Regions from separate parts of the Arabidopsis thaliana genome. Here region 1 is linked to region 2. The links are chromatin contacts, called in public targeted proximity ligation maps. All regions are on one chromosome and are shown on one strand. The core of a region is the stretch at or near the end of the contact, and the rest is flanking DNA. Distances in the headings are between cores, read along the strand shown.

Region 1 (7,413 bases), core at 1,965-4,464, 43 kb before region 2:
CTGAGTGCATTCAGAAAGATCAAGCTCATTTATAGGTGTTCCCACATACTTGGTAGTCGATTTGTGATTTCCGATATCTTGACTGCCAGATGCTGCACTTTTTTCAGTTCTATCTGCTGTATCTGTTTCAGTATCTTCTCTATTTTCATAATCTCGAAAGTATCCTGGCTGACCTTCCCCGACAGGGGAGTCTGCAAAAATTAACATGGACCTCAGAACCGGATACAAACCACTGACTGTTTAAGTCATAAGCAAAGAAAAAACTGATCATGGTCATAGTACTCAAGATGAGGGCACGTTTGAGACATATATCACTTGCTTGCTTATATTAAATTCACTAGGTACTGAAAGACATTTTCACAATCATAAAGCTGAACTATAGAAGAAATGTAACAGGCCATCCAAATATTTACATTCAAGAGAATTACCAGCGGAGCAAGTGACAAGATTCTCATCACCATCTTCTCGTTGATCAGAGTGTCCAGAATAATCCTCAAGCTTACATCGTTGTTTTCTTTTCTGTGGCAGATAAGAGTCTATATCAACATTTCACTCAAAAACTCCCTATATAAATTCTGTATCATAATGGCTAATTTTGATTTTAATTTATAAGACTCTTAAAACAGTGGAGGAAAGGATGTATGGCCATAATGGAGTTTTGTTACCATGAACATCTATTAAAACCTTACTAACTGCAAAAATTATATCCTTTAATAAAGATGAATAAGAGTAACCTTATCAGAATGCATGGCAGTAGTTGCAGTGCCCTTGTGACGCGGTACTGCATTCTTTGTCGAGGGAGCTGATTCTGGACAATTAGGTAAGAAATTAACGAACTCCATAAGCAGATCTTCATGACCCTTGAATAACATAGTAACCTACACCAACAGATGATATCAGAGAAATACACTAAAAACTGTGACTCTAACAAATAAAATGTGAAGCAGAAAATCAGAAGAATTAACACTCTGTGCAGTAATAAAAAAACATACCTCTTCGTAGACCTCAGAGATGGACTTTTTCTCCTTTCTATACAAGTTCAAGATGTCTAGAAACCGTTTATACGCATGTTCATCATCTCCAAACCTCGTCTGCAAAAGTAGAAACCCCAGTAAACCTTAACTGATATAAATCATCATTACCTTAGTATGCCATTTAGTACCATATTACATCCATACCTTAATCTTGGTGACGAAACCGATAGCGTCTTTGAAATCCACCCGGATCTTAGGCTTCTCTTCCTCTGGCAGAAGGGTTATTTTATACCCTTTGGGCAAGAAAGTATTAAAACCCAAAAGTAGGTCCCTGTAACCCTTGAACAACACTTTAATCCTTTCTATGACACCATTAGTGTCGATTCTGCAACCAAGATAAGACACCATGAGTATACGCAGTTCACAATGTGACATCCACAATACAACACATAAGAAAGGCAAAATGAAACTAAACAAGAAGAGAAGCGAAGTAAAAATACGTCTGAGCTTTGAACTCCTTCATGAGCTCCAGGAATGACTCATATTTCTCTTTATTGTCGTGAAAAATATCCTTCACAGCTTTGAGATACGTTAGGGCATCGATGGTTCGAGGTAGCTTGTTTCTGCATAGCACAAACACATGTAACTTTCAAATACTCTTACACATTTCAATTGCATCAAACTACATTGAAGAATATAACTTGTGGACTACCGAACAAATGTAAAATTGAAAAGAACAAACAATAAAAAATTGGGTTTATCGAGTAAGAGAGTTACGTTTCTCCTCGAGACGAAACTTCAGGCTTTCGCTTTTGAGTGTCAGTGTGAACATCTTCTCTAGCTCTCTTCATCTTCAGTCTTCTTCCACTTTCTCCCGCAGACTGATTTCTGGAAGAACAAAAAAAAGAGGCTTTTAAGAAGCCAAACCAAACTAAGAACCGTGGAAATAGTCCAAGCCAAGAGAAATAGCTCGGAATCGTTGTCCCAAGTAATAGATCTCTCATCGGAAAATCTTAAGAGAAATCACAAAAAACGAGGAAAAATTCTGAGCAAGAGATTTTGATTTAAAACCTTTGTAGACCGGATCACGTTACTCAAACGGTGAAGAGAGCTTCTTCGTTCCTTTGTTAGAAGATGAAACTCGGAAAGAAGTCGGAGGATCGGTGGAAACGTTGGCCGCCGGAGTTTTAAAGTAGAGAGATTTAGACGGAAACTTGGCAAAATGAAAAGCAAAAGAAGCTTCCTTTTGGTAGAAAATAGATGATTCAATGGTGAGATTGCTTCTGATTAGGAGCAATCTCTCTGTCTCTCTATGTGTCTCCCTCTCTCGCTGATTTTGGAAGCGGAGGAGGGAAGAGGGTAAGGCAACGGAACGAGGAAGAAGAAGAAAAAGAGAGGAGCTTGTTTTGCTTATATACCCAAAGAAATCTTCATGTCTGTATGTAATCAGAACCTTCGGAGCTAAATGGAAGGTTACGTACGAAATTGGTTTATTTTTCAATTCCAAATCAAACTTACCGGTTTAATATTATGTAAATCAAAAACCAAGTAAAAAGCAGAGTTAGGGTTTTTTTTCTTTCAACTTTCATTACCTATGCGTAAGTGAGGATTTGATTTAAGGTTATAAAAACGAAACATAATATTCCAGTCTATTCAAACTAAATCTGGTTTATTAATATTCGTTTGTAGTAAGTAAAGTATAATATCCTAATTTTACCTAAAAAGCTCGGTCACATTTTCTTACAAGTGGGAAGAATATGCAAGGGAAAAATGTTTGGTCTATGAATTTTCATACTGTGTTAGATGATAAACTTTAATTAGGTTTGATTTGCATCAATTTAATAGCAAAATTAATGGTTCAAAATGTTTTCTAAATATAAATATGTATTGTCAGAGCTATCATCAATGGGCGTTTGGTCTAGTGGTATGATTCTCGCTTAGGGTGCGAGAGGTCCCGAGTTCAATTCTCGGAACGCCCCTTCTTTTATTTTTGTTACCATGGGCCGCTCTACCAGATTCTCCAGGCCCATTTGTTCGACGAGGAACTTGCCTCATAGTCGACGATCATGTCAACATTAAAAACTTAAAAGCAAATTTGTCAAATCTAAAACATAATATGAAAACATTAGTTGACTAATTATAATTACCGGATGAGAGGAGGAGATGATTTGTCCATATATACTTATCGTTTAGACAAGTTCAAATGACAATAGCTCTGCTCCAACTACCCACGTGTAACGGTTCACAATTCAAATCCGATCCGGTTTGGTCTCAATTCTCTCTTTTTTTTTTCATTTTTTTTTTTGATAATTTGACCGAAAACAACTAGAATTAAGTTGAAAACACCAACGAATTTAACAGAAGAAAAAACAACTAAAACTCAAAATTTTATTTTGAACCAAAGAAAAAAAACAATCATAAGTTTTATAACAATTGGCGAGACTAATAAAATTAACACAAAACCGAACCTTAACCGGGTCATAAAACATTTATACTTTGTCTATTTGGACACGACCCACTTTTAGTCTTTAAAAAAAAAAAACGAATATCCATTTTTTCTCAGCCAGGTGAGAGAGAGAGACATCGAACTATCGAAGACCAGAGAAGCTAGGAGGATTTGATCTCTCCGATTCGGATATCTTAGCTCTGGCCGATAGATTCTCCGGCGATTCATCTTCTTTATCCGCCGTAATTTTCGTATATAGGATCGGTGGTGGCTTTTCAAGATGCCGTCGAACGGAGATCTGGACCGTCAGATCGAGCAGCTGATGGAGTGTAAACCGTTATCGGAGGCGGATGTGAGGACGCTTTGCGATCAAGCGAGAGCGATCCTTGTCGAGGAATATAATGTTCAGCCGGTGAAGTGTCCTGTTACCGTTTGCGGCGATATTCACGGCCAGTTTTATGACCTTATTGAGCTCTTTCGTATCGGTGGCAACGCTCCTGATACTAACTACCTCTTCATGGGAGACTATGTAGGTCTGTCTTTCTTCTTCTTTCGATTTTATTTTTGGGGTTTTTACTTTTTTTTCTCATTTTAGATCTGTGTTTTTGGATCATTCCAAAATGGTGAATTCTTGGAAAAGTATCCACCTTTTTATTTATCTAGAGTGAGTTACTTGTGGGTTCTGTTTTTTTTTGGAATGGTAGGTACTGAAACTTCCCAATATAGAGACTTGTTGATGCTCACTTTCATTATTGCACTTCCCTTGAATTCTAGTCTTTAGATCCTTGGAACTTTAACCATTCGTTGGTGTACCATAAGATGGTGACAGCTAGATTTAGTTTAAAAGGAGTGTTGTTGGTTTCTCATTGTCTTGCTTTGTTCTTTGCAGATCGTGGCTACTATTCAGTAGAGACAGTTTCTCTATTGGTGGCACTAAAAGTGCGATACAGGGATAGACTTACAATCTTACGAGGGAATCACGAGAGTCGGCAGATTACTCAAGTGTAAGCTTTTGTTTTGAAATAAGCTTATATTTGAGCGAATCGTACTTTTCTTCATTGGTTTCTGGCTGATCAGCAAAGTACTATCCTGTTTTGATGCATGTTTTGCTTCTCTGTTTCAGCTATGGTTTTTATGACGAATGCTTGAGGAAGTACGGAAATGCTAACGTCTGGAAGTATTTTACAGACCTTTTCGATTATCTTCCTCTTACCGCCCTCATAGAGAGTCAGGTTAGAGCTGTTCTTTCTCAGTTGGTGTTTGATACATCTTTTTCTAAGTACAGCTTTTTGACTTCATCAAATTTTGTAGGTTTTCTGTTTGCATGGAGGGCTTTCACCTTCTCTGGATACTCTTGATAATATCCGAAGCTTGGATCGGATACAGGAGGTAACCTTCTTGTTCTCTGCTAAAGGCCTTAGTGTGGACTTAGTTGGAAGAGTTATGAGTCCTTCCTGGGTCTCAGTGTCTTGTCTCTACTTAAGATACAATTACAAAGAGCACAAACGTTTGGAATTTTTTATGACATCTTATTGTTCAGCTCTTTGAACTATGTATGATGTGTGATCTGTAGGTTCCACACGAAGGACCTATGTGTGATTTATTATGGTCTGATCCTGATGATCGATGTGGATGGGGAATATCTCCACGAGGTGCTGGTTATACATTTGGACAGGATATCGCAGCTCAATTTAATCACAACAATGGACTAAGTCTCATATCAAGAGCGCATCAACTTGTCATGGAAGGTTTTAACTGGTGTCAGGTATGAACATTCTTACGGCATGATTAGTCTCTCTCTCAGATTGAATCGTTGATCTCTCCTTTGTATGGTAACAGGATAAGAATGTGGTGACTGTGTTTAGTGCACCAAACTATTGCTACCGGTGTGGAAACATGGCTGCCATTCTAGAGATAGGAGAGAACATGGAGCAAAACTTCCTCCAGTTCGATCCAGCTCCTCGACAAGTTGAACCTGATACTACTCGGAAGACCCCTGATTATTTTTTGTGATTTCTCTGTTTTTTTTTGTGGTCCCGACCATATATAATTTTTTGAAGTTCCAGTTTTATTGCCTATGTATCATTGTAGATGTGCCCTTTTCTCTTCTTTTTTCTAAGTGGAGTTCGAATTTCCCCTAGAAAAAAAGAAACACATCATTTTTTTCTGTTGTTGAGGTGATTGCTATAAAAAAGTTTGTAGGAGAGGCTTCTATATCTATAAAATTGAGCGTTTGTCTTCTCATTTGTGCCTAAATACCCCAGAATAAAGACTTTGAAAACTAAATGCATTACAAACAAAGACGCCAAACCGAAGATTTCTACATATTTCCAATACTGGCCTAACAAAACTTCCAGTATGGTGTGACAGCCTAAATGTACAACACAACTCATATCTATTTTCTGCTTCTCCTTTCAATTCTTCTTTGATGCTTTGGCTCGTGACCTCATGCTGGCTCTTCTAGCCACATCCCACGCTTTCTGTGGTGCGTATATACCCAGTTGAGAAGCAAAGAACGGTTCATAACCAGGTGAGTCGAAGGCAAAACGAATGTGCTTTGAGATTTCCCGAGGCAATTGGGATATCGCATAGCTTCTCGCTTCTTCTGGTGTGAGCTCATTCGTTATCTCCAGTTGATCTGCATTGCTACTATCCGCCTTATGCATGTGAATCTCTTGAACTATCTGGTGTGAGCTCATTTGTTATCTTCAGTTGATCTCCAAGTACCTTATGTTTTTTTAATGAGTTGCATCTGTGTGACTCTGGAAGAACCATATGAAAGGTAAACTGTGTAGGGATGAAATAGTATAGAGATTTTTGGCCAAAAAGTCTACTGTATATATAAGATTACCGTTTATACTATTTTAATAATGTAATAGCTGAAAATAAAAATATAGTCAGCTATATTATGAAGTTTAGATAGATATTTGGAAATAGTGTTTCTCTCTTTTTATAAAAATATATTTTAATAAAATATATTTTAAATCTGCCACTGGTAATGAATTATGATAGTTACGATAAGTTGGATTTATGTTCTCCATTGGCTAATGAATAGTATATGTTTATTTACTGGGCCCATATAGAATAAATTAAACTAACCTGGGCCTGGGCTATTTTTCTTTTTTTTTGTCGTTAACTAAACTATTAGTTTGACAATTCCGACGACCTAATTTTCCTCTCGTTGACATTGATTTTTTTTCCACAAAGAAGAGATTTTCTGGCGGTCGAAATTCAAAATCGGAGGAAGAAACCAACCAAAAATGGAGATGCTCAAGTTGTCAAAATTCAAATTGCAGCTTCAGTCAATGATCGGAGAAGTGCGAGATCTGCGTGTAAGGAGAAAGAGGTTTCTATACATCTATGGATTGTGTATCTTCTTCGCTCCACCAGTTTCTCTCTTCTTCTTCTTCGTCTTCTTCCACTTTACTACCGGCGTTTTTGCAGGAAAGGGAGCGATCAGTCACAGATCACATTACTCTTGCGAATCAGGTTCTTCGATCAATGTTACTGTTCATAGCTCTCGTTTTTGTTTCGTTTCTGATTCGTAGATGGTGATCATTTTGTTTGGTGCTTTCGCTACAGAAACAGAAGCAAACGGAGGAGGACTGCATCAGGAAAGTGCAGGAGCTTCAAGCTGATTTAGCTTCTTCTAGAGAAACACAGGAGGCACTCGAGAGAAAGGTTTGGAAGATTCTTCTCTTCTGCGAATCTATTTCACATGGAGTTAGTGAAAGTTTCTAATTGATTTTGCAGGTGAGTTATCTTCAGAACGACTATAGTTTGCTGGAAAACAAGCAGAGTGAATTGAAGACAACTATCCAAAATTTGCTTCAATCGCGAGAAAGTTTCTTAAATGCTTACCAGGTGCTTTTCTCATAAAATCTCAATCCTGTCAAAATCTTATACTATATCTAAGGGATAAAAATAGCTTAGAGAATCATCTCCATGATATGGAACTGTGTAACTTCAGTTAGTGAAATGCTGGTGTGTTTG
Region 2 (7,598 bases), core at 234-2,733:
CCAATGAGATCAACAACGCAACCGTAATGTTCTGATGTTGGAATGATCTTGTACTCGCTACATATAGAAGAGAACAACTGAATACCTAAATCCACAAGTTTAGATCGAGCACAAGCCGTGAGTATTGCAAGTAAAGTGATCCCATTCGGATGCACATAGCTTGATTTCATCATCTCAAACATCTCCAGCGCTTGCTTAGGTCTACCATTGGAGGCAAGAGCTGATATTATCGCATTCCAAGCGCAAACTTTCTTATCACGAATTTGATCAAAAATGGTCAATGCCATCTCCAAGTCACCGGCTTTTCCATACATATCAAGCAAAGCAGTACCCAAAGTTGTAGTAAGAATGATCTCTTTACTCATAACATATCCATGAATCTGCTTCCCCAGTCGAATACCTCCTTGATCAAAATTAGCACATGAAGAAAGTACACTTACGAAAGTAGCCTCGTTAGGTGTTATTACCGCACGCTCATTCTGTATCATCTCACCAAAAACCATTAAAGCTTTGGCGTGTAACCCTTTCTTACTAAACCCGTTGATAACAGTGGTCCAAGAGACCACATCAGTTACAGGCATTCTCTGAAAATACTCGAAAGCATAATCCATCTCTCCGTTTCTTCCACAAGCGTCAAGCAAACTGTTACAAGCTACAACACAAGGGTTTAAAATATCATCAAACATCTTCCTCGAGCTCTCCAAATCACCAACTTCACCATAGAACCGGACAAAAGAAGTCTGAACAAATGGATCCCATAGAAAACCCCGTTTAAGAGCTTGGCCATGTAAGGCAACGCCATAAGAAACAGAGAAAGATGAGCAAGCTGCTTTAATCAGAGAAGGGAAAGTGAGGTTATTTGGTTGGACATGGCTTGCAAGCATATGAGTGAAGAGAGCAAGAGAAGTCTTGTATTCTCCTGTAGTGAGATAGGATCGAATGAGAGTGTTGTAGACGCATTTCGTCTTCCATCTCGAAGCAACCAATGCGTTGCTGGTCAAAAGAACTGTGTGAATCTGCTTAATCTGGTTTGAGGAGTATAAGAAACGTTGGAGAAGATGAAGTGCGTCTTCAAGAGACAAACTGAAACTTGAGAAGGAAGTACAACGCATACAATTTGCACAAAGATTAAGCAATCTACAAAGCAAAACAAAAAGACGAGACCTCGTTGTAGAAGATGGAGAATGATTTTGAATTTCAATGAGAAAGTTACAAATCAAATATCTGAAAGTGGAGAAATTGTCAATCGGCTTGAGCTACAAGAGGATGAAAGTTTTCTGATTTCGAGAGCTCCGGCGAGCAATTTGGAGTCTCCGAGGTCAATAGGTGAACCAACTAGGGGTCTCCGGTTTAGTATGGTTTAATCCATTTTTATTTCGATTTCTTCACTATACCGTTTCGGTTCAAACTAACCGAATTTGCACCCCTAAATTAAATTCTGTTTCCACCACCGTGAAGCCAGAGGTTAACGCTACCGGGAAAAAAATGGAGCAAGCAAACGAAAAGGAAGAAGAAGAGCGACACGAAGAAGCGGCGGGAGAGAAGGAAAGTTTTGAAGAGAGTAAAGAGAAAGCGGCGGAGATGAGTCGTAAGGAGAAGCGAAAAGCGATGAAGAAATTGAAGAGGAAGCAAGTGAGGAAGGAGATTGCGGCGAAGGAGAGGGAGGAAGCGAAGGCTAAGTTAAACGATCCGGCGGAACAGGAGAGATTGAAGGCGATTGAGGAAGAGGATGCGCGGAGGAGAGAAAAGGAGTTGAAGGACTTTGAGGAGAGTGAAAGAGCTTGGAGAGAAGCTATGGAGATCAAGAGGAAGAAAGAGGAGGAAGAGGAAGCGAAGCGGGAAGAGGAAGAGAGGCGTTGGAAGGATCTAGAAGAGTTGAGAAAGCTTGAGGTAGTGTGCTTTGTTGATTGTTGTCAATTTCTTATTCATATCGTGTTAATGCTATATCGAGCTCACTTTTGTGCTTCTCTTGGTAGGCTAGTGGGAATGATGAGTGTGGTGAGGATGAGGATGGTGAATATGAATATATCGAAGAAGGACCTCCAGAAATTATATTCCAGGGAAATGAGATCATTCTCAAAAAGAACAAAGTGAGAGTTCCAAAGAAATCGGTTGTTCAGGTCGATGGACACGAGGTAATTGACCATCATCTAGGTGAACATACCATCTTCAGTGTTTTGATTTTTGTGTAGAGTTCCAATGCGGAGTTTGTTTTGCAGATTTCTGACAGGCCTACTTCAAATCCTCTACCTCCGGGAAGTGAAGCTTCAGCCAATTATCAGAATGTTAGTTCTGCGCAACAGATATTGGAGAGTGTTGCACAAGAAGTACCCAACTTTGGAACTGAGCAGGTGCTTGTTGTATCCCTTGATTGAGATGGTATTAGTTTTATGTATCATTCTTATGTTCCTTTTAGTAATTTGGCTTTGTTTGTTCTCTCATTCTCCAGGATAAAGCTCATTGTCCTTTCCATTTGAAAACTGGAGCTTGTCGGTTTGGCCAGCGTTGCAGCAGAGTTCATTTCTACCCCAATAAATCGTGCACTCTACTTATGAAGAACATGTATAATGGTCCTGGTATTACTTGGGAACAGGATGAGGGGCTTGAGGTCTGTAACCGCTGTCATCTCCTGATGCTAGTATCCTGATAATTATTAGTTCTTCTCTATTACAGTATTACTCTCGGCTTTCATTATCTGAATCAAACTTACTACAGTTCCTCTGCCTCTTTTCTGTTTTGTTTTGTTTTGCTGCGTGCTCTTGAATTTACAGAATTCTGCGGTTTGTTTCTTTATTCTCGTTACTATCTTCTTTAACTTACATCAGACATTGATGGTTTCCCTTCAGTGGAGGTGCATGATTATAACCTGGGCGGGATTGGAGTTGCGGTTCACTTCTTTGTATCCTACCTGATTGATAGATTAGTTATTATGTGATTGCTATCTCGATCACAGAAACTATGGGCCTTTGTATTTGTGCCCTCTCTTGCCTTGATAGCAGTACTAGAGACAAACTTAGTTTAACTTGGTGTTTGTATATTTGTAGCTATAGATTTCTAGAATGTTTTGTCAATTTCCCACTTGTTTGTTGGTGTCTTATATCTTGTTCTTTGAGTGTCTTCTAATTTGCTCGTGGGAGCGACAAATGATTTATCGCAGAATTGCTTGATTTTCCTAAATTAAGAACAGAACAGTGTCTTTTCATGCATGCTGGCTGCTTTGGGCTTGTAGTATCTGAACAGAAACTAATGCAGTTATAATTTAGTAAGGCTGTAGCTATCCTGGTATACTTGATGTTAAAACTAGCATCACCTGCATTATATTTACCTGGCTTCCTTGGTTTTAGTTACTTACTTTAATTTACTCTCTTTCTCTTTTCCCGCCTTCCTTGCAGTATACAGATGAGGAGGCTGAACTCTGTTATGAAGAATTTTATGAAGATGTTCATACAGAGTTCCTAAAGTATGGAGAACTTGTTAATTTCAAGGTCTGTCGATTCTCTTCTGCTCCCTCTCCTCCCTTTCCTTCATTTCCTCTTCCTCCTCTTTTTTTCTTACTTTCCATTATCAGCCATAGATTCATTTTATACCAAATCCGAATGTATGTTCTTGAATCTGCAAGCAACACTAGAGGCTAGCCATTTTGAAAATTAGTGATTCCGGGCATCTTTTATTCACTATCAAATGACCAGCTGTATCTTTGAGAATAAACCTGTTGGTAGATATGTGTTGTCTCCCGACTTTTTGTCCCACCCTTTCTTTTCTCAAAAACAAAATTTCATATCCATTTCAGGTGTGTAGAAATGGCTCATTCCATTTGAAGGGCAATGTATATGTCCACTACAGATCACTAGAATCAGCTATTCTTGCTTACCAGTCCATTAATGGTCGATACTTTGCGGGTAAACAGGTACACTGTTTCTCTGGAGACGTTTACCACTTCCTTTCATTGAAAAATGTGATTAACGATTTCGTCTAGTGGACCTTCCTCTGTAATATTGGCACTAGTTTGTCAGATCTTTGGTAGCACACATCATATTTGCGTCTTCACTATTTGTATCTTCGTGGCATAATGTTGGAGACCCATATCTAGGTTTCAGTTATCTTAGCCTTTGTGTAGGACGTTTTGTCAGAGGTCTCATCTTTCCGATCTGTGGCAGTTTTTGTTAACATCTATTGGTTGAATATAGGTCTTGGTGTATCGTAGAATAGAATGTCAAAGGATTTGTGTTACTTTGCTGATGTGTACTTTGAGGCTTGATTTCTGATACTTTCAGCTTGCTGACATTTATATCCATGATAATTACACATCCTCATCAGGTGAATTGCGAGTTTGTCAACATCTCAAGATGGAAAGTTGCCATATGTGGGGAGTACATGAAGTCCAGGCTTAAAGTATGACTCTTCATCATTTGAGATTCCAACTTCTTGCTTATCTCTAGTTCATGATTTTCATCTACTTTTCAGACTTGTTCTCGTGGATCTGCCTGCAATTTTATCCATTGTTTCCGAAATCCTGGTGGAGACTATGAATGGGCTGACCATGACAGACCACCTCCAAGATTCTGGATTCACAAAATGACCTCTTTATTTGGTTATTCAGATGAAAAGCACATGGAACATGAATCTTCAGGGTCGTTAAATGATTCAATATCAGATCTATCAACAGATTCACACAGGTAGGTTGCTTTATATTTGGAATTCTAACTTTTGAGGATCCTCATCTTTAACTAACTTATCAGCGTATTTCCTACTTAATTTGGTTATGGAGCGTCATGCTCATGTGTTTTGTTTCCATGTCAGGCAACCTTCAAGAAGATCTAGATCGAGGGACCATGATCATGCTAATGTTGGATCTACGCCTTCTTATAGGAGCCGTAAATATCATGGTGATACTCAGGACAGCACTCGTGAAGACAAGCTTCGCAGGCATGCCGAGAACTGTCATGATGGTGATGACAGTCCGAGCAGAGATGGTAGTTTAGAGAGGGAGATGTATAAAGAGCGACGGTATGCTAAGGACACATTGCATCGTGATAGCAGATGGTCTGAACACTCTCCTGGACATCGGGTGGGAAGGAAGAGAATCCATGGGAGGTATTCTGATGATGATTCTGCTGATGGAGATGACTATGGTAGGAGAGGGACGGGTCACAAACGAAAACCCAGAAGAGGGACAGATTCAGGAGTACAAGAACAGATGGACAATGAAAAGGACAGAAAAACCCACAGGAGTTCAAGAAAACACAGCAGGGAAGGGTCATCAGCTGATAAAGAGGAGGGTCATGAACATGATAGGGTTCATACAGTTTCTGACAAGTCGCATAGAGAAAGATCGAAGCATCGACATGAAAGAAGTAGCTCAAGATATTCACACGAGGAAGATTCAACTGAGAGTAGACATCATCAGCACAAAGAATCAGACAAGAAGAGAAGTGTAGAGACTAGTCCCGTAGGATATCAGTCAGATAAAGATAGGGACAGAAGCAAACAGAGACAGAGATACAAGAGCGATGATCCAGAGTCTGATCAAAGCAGGAAAGGAAAACGACAAAGTGAAGAGAATTCAGATAGAGAAACACACAAAGAGAGACGTCATCGCCATAGAAAAAGAAGACGGACACAAAACTCAGACGACCAGAATCCTAAGGAATCAGAGGAAGTGGAAGAAGAGATTGAGCGTTGGAGACCAGTGTGATCTCAGAACGAAACAAAACAAGAGATGTTCTTGTGACTTGTTCTCTCATCTGTAAATATTTTAGTTTGATCTACTTATATATTAAAAGAGATTTTTGGTAAAAATCGAATTGAGTTTTATAACAGTTAAAAAAGTATAATTTGGTAATACACCTTGGCAACATAATAAGAATTTTAATACTAGTTATGCTAAGGTAAATAAATGAAATAAAAAAGTCTGTATGTATACATATTCTTCGCGGCACATTTTGTCATTTTGAGACGAGAGAAAGAGAAGGTAATCGGCCACGATGACGATGGCGACGCCTTTCAGTGGGGCTGCGAACTCTATTGTGGCGGCGAGGACCGTTCTGATAACGGGAGTGAGCAAAGGTCTGGGAAGAGCCCTAGCTCTCGAGCTGGCCAAGAGGGGTCACACTGTGATAGGATGCGCTCGTAGTCAAGAGAAGCTCACCGCTCTTCAATCGGAGCTTTCCTCTTCGACCAATCATCTCCTCCTCACCGCTGATGTGGTAATTGCCGCTCTTCCGACTCCCGTGCTTGATTTCTTCCGTGTTCTGTGTGAAATTTGATGCTAGTTATCTGTAATTAAGAAACTTTCTGGGCGCTGATGATTGATAATATTTTTTGTTCCACAAAAATGTGTGATGTCAAATGAATTGGAAGTTGCCCAAGTTTTGATAAAGATAGTTTTATTGGACTTGGATGAATCGTTGCTTTCCTGGTGAATTTGTTGTTCAGCAACGGCCTAATTTATTTTTCATTTGAGTTCGGTTTTTGAAGTGAGGAAGATTTATGGTCTTATGTTTGCAGAAATCAAACAGCAGTGTCGAAGAAATGGCACACACAATTGTGGAGAAGAAGGGTGTCCCAGATATCATAGGTATATTTACATATTTCTTGACACTTTGCGTCTGAGAGTCTTCAACCTTTGTCTCAAGAAAACAACTTTCAAGTCTCTGCCTTTTGTGCACCTGCTAGTTGTTTTGGATTGTTTTGATTGTTCCTCAAGTGTTTGGTAGCCGTTGTAATATAGGTGCTTTCTTTGCTCTAGGTATATATTTTCATTGGTAGATTGAACCCTGAGATAGACGCTCTACCCCATCTTCAGTTGTTTCTATTGTTGTCATCTAAGAATTCATTTCATTTTTCTCGAGGTTGATATCTGTAAATTGTAGGTTTGATGGTTACATGATCAACATCTCCTGCACATTCTGGGCACATTGCTTCTTTGCATCGTTTTACTGTAAATTTTGAACTCTTAGATGTTGGTATATGCATGTTGCAGTTAACAATGCTGGTACCATCAATAAGAACAGCAAGATTTGGGAAGTCTCTGCTGAAGATTTTGACAATGTCATGGATACAAACGTTAAAGGAGTTGCAAATGTGCTGCGCCATTTTATCCCTTTGATGCTCCCACGCAAGCAAGGAATTATTGTAAATATGTCTTCTGGATGGGGAAGATCTGGTGCTGCCCTGGTGAGTTTCAATCTTCACTTGCTTGAACCACGAGCTGTTATCGTGTGTTTTGTTCTTGTAGTTACAGAAAGGTAACAAAGTCAACTGAAACAAACATAGGGCACTATTGATATCTAGATATGCGATATTATTGAGCTAGACTTTGTCCGAATTCAGTAAGGATGTTAGATACTCTTTTCCCCTGATATTAGAGTATACACTCCTAAATTATCATACATGGATGGTAATGCTATAGCTTCACCTGGAAGGTCTAAGTAAGTTACTTGGTCCTTGTGCGGCTGTACCATAGTCTGCAAAACCTAGAATCATTCTATTAACCGTCTTCATGTTGGCCGAGCACTTTTCTGGTATTCACCTCTTGAATATGTAGATAACCTTAGTGCTGATAGGCTCCTTATATATTCGGAATTTTTGCACTCATG

The links.
Region 1: a contact with region 2 is called in a targeted proximity ligation map of shoot, with 13 read pairs. A contact is called at or near these places in 2 of 26 Hi-C or Micro-C datasets (leaf and root) and 1 of 2 datasets of targeted methods (shoot).

The regions. Positions count from the first base shown.
Region 1 is chr1:3,426,725-3,434,137 of TAIR10.1, reverse strand. PP2A-2 (protein phosphatase 2A-2) reads left to right here and starts at 3,214. Exons shown (of 7, transcript NM_001331905.1): 1 at 3,214-3,237; 2 at 3,538-3,953; 3 at 4,310-4,424; 4 at 4,544-4,652; 5 at 4,732-4,809; 6 at 4,994-5,185; 7 at 5,260-5,660. The coding sequence starts at 3,701. The coding sequence ends at 5,433. SNL6 (paired amphipathic helix Sin3-like protein) reads right to left here and starts at 2,374. Exons shown (of 20, transcript NM_100919.5): 1 at 2,046-2,374; 2 at 1,752-1,862; 3 at 1,475-1,597; 4 at 1,179-1,359; 5 at 993-1,091; 6 at 735-878; 7 at 429-519; 8 at 1-191. The coding sequence starts at 1,825. It overlaps AT1G10440 (a tRNA gene), which reads left to right and starts at 2,882; the gene lies at 2,882-2,953. It overlaps AT1G10417 (RUN/FYVE domain protein), which reads left to right and starts at 6,607. Exons shown (of 12, transcript NM_001331902.1): 1 at 6,607-6,752; 2 at 6,865-6,909; 3 at 7,003-7,101; 4 at 7,174-7,284. The coding sequence starts at 6,681. It also overlaps the pseudogene AT1G10419.
Region 2 is chr1:3,382,261-3,389,858 of TAIR10.1, reverse strand. It overlaps AT1G10320 (Zinc finger C-x8-C-x5-C-x3-H type family protein), which reads left to right and starts at 1,483. Exons shown (of 9, transcript NM_001331898.1): 1 at 1,483-1,890; 2 at 1,977-2,135; 3 at 2,220-2,351; 4 at 2,450-2,608; 5 at 3,393-3,485; 6 at 3,791-3,907; 7 at 4,318-4,392; 8 at 4,465-4,676; 9 at 4,801-5,741. The coding sequence starts at 1,486. The coding sequence ends at 5,695. It overlaps AT1G10330 (Tetratricopeptide repeat (TPR)-like superfamily protein), which reads right to left and starts at 1,260. Exons shown (of 1, transcript NM_100907.2): 1 at 1-1,260. The coding sequence starts at 1,112. AT1G10310 (NAD(P)-binding Rossmann-fold superfamily protein) reads left to right here and starts at 5,856. Exons shown (of 5, transcript NM_100905.4): 1 at 5,856-6,206; 2 at 6,508-6,577; 3 at 6,983-7,176. The coding sequence starts at 5,985.